Regions from separate parts of the Arabidopsis thaliana genome. Here region 2 is linked to region 1. A link is a contact called in public capture Hi-C data. All regions are on one chromosome and are shown on one strand. The core of a region is the stretch at or near the end of the contact, and the rest is flanking DNA. Distances in the headings are between cores, read along the strand shown. Region 1 holds the start of AT5G59650 (Leucine-rich repeat protein kinase family protein). Region 2 holds the start of AT5G60010 (ferric reductase-like transmembrane component family protein).

Evidence for each region. Capture Hi-C pulls out chosen DNA fragments and counts their contacts.
Region 2: a contact with region 1 is called in a capture Hi-C map of root, with 2.7 times the contacts expected there. The contact joins the promoter of AT5G60010 here to the promoter of AT5G59650 in region 1. A contact is called at or near these places in 5 of 26 Hi-C or Micro-C datasets (callus, root, seedling and 2 more) and 2 of 3 other capture datasets (root and seedling).

Annotation. Positions count from the first base shown.
Region 1 is chr5:24,030,065-24,032,764 of TAIR10.1, reverse strand. It overlaps AT5G59650 (Leucine-rich repeat protein kinase family protein), which reads right to left and starts at 1,419. Exons shown (of 13, transcript NM_001345363.1): 1 at 1,338-1,419; 2 at 690-1,227; 3 at 103-581. The coding sequence starts at 1,419. It also overlaps the pseudogene AT5G59640.
Region 2 is chr5:24,158,887-24,161,586 of TAIR10.1, reverse strand. It overlaps AT5G60010 (ferric reductase-like transmembrane component family protein), which reads right to left and starts at 1,317. Exons shown (of 13, transcript NM_125394.5): 1 at 678-1,317; 2 at 255-417; 3 at 1-146. The coding sequence starts at 1,131. It overlaps AT5G60000, which reads left to right and starts at 1,807. Exons shown (of 1, transcript NM_125393.2): 1 at 1,807-2,293. The coding sequence starts at 1,807. The coding sequence ends at 2,256.

The DNA of each region.
Region 1 (2,700 bases), core at 170-2,669:
TGTAGAGCTCAAGGATGTGAGAATTAGCAGGTGAAGTTGATTTCTCTAGTTAAAAAAAAAAAACAGACTGTATCTGCATAACAATGAAGATAAGTAACATACCATCATTTTCATTTGTTTCCGACCGTGGAAATTGGATAACTGTGTAGATTTCAAGAGCGTTAAGTAGAGAAGGAAGAGTTGACCTCGAGGTTTTTATTAGCTGGTAAATGCAATTTTCTCCTTTGCATGTCACTGGAGAAAGATTATGGATAGTAGTCACCCCTAACTTTGGAGGGATGAAACCTTCTTCAACAACAGCTCCATCCCATAATATGTCAAATTCTCTGGTATCATTGGTCTGTAAATCTTGTATCTCAGAGAAGTGGCTGTACAAGTAATATTGGTCACCAGGATTGTCTGGTGGCCAACTGATTGTCAATGGCGCGCTGGCATTAGAAGGCGTGGCAGCCGCTGCAAGAGCCTTTTTTGGTGGTTCATAATTGTTATCATTGGTCACTTCGAGAGTGGTGAAAATTTGGGTCCAATCATCCACCATAAAGTAATTATGCCATCTGCGATCATAAATATCATCCGGGTACCTATGTGGAACAAAGGTTGTATTATCCTTGAATAAGTATAGGAATGTTAAAAATAAAGAGTATAGGAATATAGAATCCATCACTGTTAACCAAAAAAAAAACACTTACCGAAGAAAGCCATCTGTCTTGTTGAGATATATCCGAACGAAAAGATTCAAAGAACCATCTGTGAGATAAGAATTATTTCCTAATGGCCGTAATTCCAAGGCTGAGATCAAGGGTGTAGTTGTCCCTGTCTTAACAAGACAAACGTTCAAAGAGTTTGATGTTGGAGTGTGAAGGATCTCCTCCATTGTACCATTCACAAACTTTTGCAAATCTATAGTTGCCCACAGATTAGGTCCTAGATGCAGTTCAAATATCGGGTTAGAGTTACGACCATCGTAATTCCCATAAATGAACCTAGCCCTGATCAAATATTTCCTGTTCTTGTCAACACTCAAACTATAGCAGTTCCTTCTCTCCTCTGGAAAATACCTCAGCCTCGTGTACGGCTTAAGGTAGTCATTCTCCATACTCGCCTGGATTTTACCACTTTCACCAGTCTGGATGAATTCAGCATCAGACGAGAACCGTAGTCCGGTTACTGACTCAGTATAAGAAGACGGTTCAGTCATGGGTAACCCGCAATCCAAACTGATAAACTCTGTTAAGAGAGTGAAAAATCAAAAGCATCTCAGATACAAACATAACTAAGACTCGAATCAGTAAGAAGTAGTAGTGTAATATACATATAAACCATTAAGATTTAGGTACCTTGTTGATCCTGAGCTTGAACACAACCAATAATGGCAAAAGCTCCTAATAGCAGCAGCAAAAGCCAACAAGGACTATCCATAATTGCTTTTAGATATCAAAACCTTACCAATGCCAGAGTTTGAGAGAAACACAGCGTATAAATAGATAAACCCAAGAAACAGTCCAAGCCTCTGGCAACATGGCAAGATGTCCTGAGTCAGTGAAACGAATGAGTAAATGTGTTTTCTATTGCAACTTTACAATTACAAATTTGATTTGTCCCAAGAATGTCAGAATATATGCAACTTGTATTTAGAAAAAATAATATGCAACTTCTGTGTTTTTAAGAGAATATGTCAATAGAGGGTTTTACAGTCACCACTCTTTTAACGCATTAAAAAATGTTCACACAGAGAGAAAGCAAGAGATTTGACTTTCTAGTGGTCAGTGACTTTGATTGAATCATATCGGATAATTTATCACTAATTAATACACATTTTGACGTCTTCATCGACAAGAACAGCTTCTAATCACAAAGCAGAGGATTCACATTTATCAACAATGACTATTATCTAAAGAGAAGTGGGTCAACATGAAGAAACAAATTTCAAGACAAAGACGCCATTATCAGATATCTAAAATCATAAAGTTCAAATTTTTAAAGGATTTTCAGTTACATCATAAACTGAGAAATTACCTTCCGGCCATGAAACTGAGAGAATTTTGATTCCATCTCTTTGAGCCGGCCCAATAACTTTTGTGAGGAGGAGGACGAATGTGAGGAATCTCCGGAGATAAATCGGCCATATACGGCAGCGAAATCTCCCGTCGTGAGAAGGACGGCGATGACAATGAGACCTCTTCATCGGCGATTAGCACTGTTTGAGAACGCGATTGGCGATTTGGAGTGCTGGAGAGTAGCGTTTTAAACGCAACGGTATGTATATTTTTCAACGTTGCTATAATAACAGAAATAATTGTTATGGGCCAAACATGGGTTTTATCAGCCCATTAAACAGAAAATAATGAATTTGGAGTGCTGGAAACACGGTCGCTGGAGAGTAGCTTTTTTAAACGCAACGGTATGTATATTATTCAAGCTTACTTACAGAGTTTCTAGTTGCGTAAGATTTTGAATCGCAGCAGCCATGGTTCCAGTTAGACCACTTGAAGACAAGTTTCTGGTGACATGTCCAAAACCACATTCAAGTGTCACAACTACTAACGGATATTGAAGAGCGTCTGGTCAGAAATCGATATTCTTACGAAAAAATTACGGTCATTATTTTCGTCAGAAAATTGTGACCATTTTCATACAAAATTGTGACGTATTTATTTGGTCATAAAAACGTTACTATTTCGTTATAATATTATGACTTAA
Region 2 (2,700 bases), core at 68-2,567, 130 kb before region 1:
GATCAGGGTCGAGTTCTTCCATGATCAAAGATGCGTAAGCTGCAGCATTCTTTTTTAAATTCCCGAGGCGGTTCGCCGAGGCACTCAATACTATGACCTCTTTCACTTCCTCTTCCGTCAGCTTACCATCTCCGTTTTTGTCACACCTAAACAACAACAACAACAATGGTTAAACTAAATAACCGCATTTAAAAATAAAAATAAATAACCGCATTTGTGTATATATGAAAACATATAAGATTGAGTGAAATTACATGTCGAAGAAGATCTGAAGACGACAATCGAGGTCTTTCTTGATCATGTCTTCCCAAAACAGCTTGAGTTGTTCTTTGTCAATACCGTTTTCTGTCTCTATTTGTCTCCTCCGACCCAATGCTTCATAAACTTCTGCCGCAAACTCCATTGTGTCTCCCATTCCTAGTTATATATACCATCCATGTTAAATTTTCGTCCTAAACAAACAATGAATTTTCTTTTCGTCCTGAATTATTTTTTAGGCTTCACATGCATCTCTGATAATAAACATACAATATAAAAAGAATTATTGTATACAAAAAAAAACGAAATATTTAAGTTTTCGTTCTAGATCAAAATCACTACGAATACCAAATGGAAGTGGATCTAAAGGATAATCTTCGGAACCGTACGTAATAAATATTAGTATTTTTGTTAGTTACCAATGCAGACGCCGAATTTCTCTTTAGGCAACTTGCCATCAACAGAGAACTGATTGAACCGGTTCTCAATCGATCTCCATGCATCTCGTTCTCGTCCGGTGACTGTCCGATCAAGGAACCGTAAGCTCTGAAGTCCCCTAGCCGCGCTTGATGTTGTCCTCTCCACTCTTTGTGGACCTGTCTTCTTGGGCACGGCATTGGTCGGAGGCCCCAGGTTTCCACTTTTCCTTGTGCTCGGAGAGCCTAGATTCCCGCTCTTTCTCCAGTTTGAAACGCTCAATGTTCGGATTATCGATCCCACGCCGAGATTTCTTGACGCGTTCTTCTTCAGACCACCTTCGTTCTTGTTGAGGTTAATTTCGGGTTCTTTTGAGGAGCTTTCACCCATTGAATCGATCTCTACACTCTCTAACATCCATTTTGTTGAATCCTCCGTAGGAGTGTTACTTTTCATAGTATTATTATTTATTCTTTCTCCGCCACCAATAATTGATTGAAGCTAAGGATCGTCGGAGATCTTATAATTCTATCTTGTTTATTCCTGTTAGATCGTTTTGTTTTGTTTTTTTTTCCTTGGTTTGATGGAATTATTAGATGAGGAGAAAAAGTAGGGGGAGAGGCATTGATTTCTGTGTCGTTTGTAACATTTGTGTTTTGTTTATTTAGTTACACATGAAAAGTTTACTAAACATAGAAAGTTCTAAGGAAAGCATTTTTTTTGAGGTCAAACATACGTAGACCAATCAAAGACCTATAAAAAGAATGGAACTTCTGAATTTGACTTAGTGCTACTTGAAAGAAATGATATGAAATTAAAATAAACCGTGAAGGTGCGGCTGATGTAATGTTTGCAAAATATGTTTCCAAGTTAAGATAAAAAACAGTTACATAAGAAAAATAAGTGTTTTGCTTTTGGGCCTGAATCGGGCTTTTGATAGGCCGATACGGAACTCGCTACTACTGTAGTAGACCAAGACAATCTCTAATCGTAACTGAATGTGCTATTAATCATATCTGTCAATAAACGTACAACAAAAAAAAACGTAATGAAAATATTGATACTCCTAATTTGAGAAATCGAAGATATATTTCCATTCGACAATATACTTTCAACACAAAAATCAAAATCATGGACACTCTTATAATGGTCTCGATCATGACTATGATGTTATTTTCTACGTTCGCAACCACACGTGCCGCCACTCTTCTCGTGTCCAACGAGCTGAAGAGACGTGGTGATGTTCCTGTCTTCGTCACGTGCCACCGAACCCCTTGGCTCTCCAAACTCGTACCTTTAGGTCAGAAGTTGCTGATAGAGATCCCAACCACTACCGGCGACAATGCTGTTGATGAGAAGGCGCAAGGATCTAGACCGTGGCAGCCAAGAACTTGCATAGGAACGTTTTACAGAGAAGCACATTTCGGGATGCACGAGACACCGTACGTTTTGTACAATTCGGACAAAGATGCTACGGAGTCTAAAAACTCATGTTTCGTCGTTGTCAAAGACGATGGATTTTATCGTTGGAACAACAATAAGAGAATCTGGGACAAGGTTTTTCCGATCATTTGGAACTAAATCATTTATATTTTTCAAATGGTACCTTATGTTTGAGGCATCAGGAAAATGAATAAAGTAATTTCCAAAAAAAAAATCATTTATATTTTTTATTACCAATTTTTTTGTTGAACAAATAACAACTATGCAAAATTAAAAAGATATTATAAGATGCTAGCATTATGTACACTGCTCCAATAATGTTTGGCTTTTTCAATGTTCACACAAGTTTAGTGTGAACTTGCCAAACTCTATATATATTGATATAAAGACATATAAAATTTTTTTGATATAAAGCTAGTGGATGTTATCAAATTCTGTTACATGCATCGTTAACGCAAATTCAACTTGTCATATCAAATGGAAAAACCAAAACTATATTCATTATAAATAGTGTTGTTTGACATTTTCACACAAATTTATATAACATATGTATATAAACTTTTATTATATCTCTAAAATTTA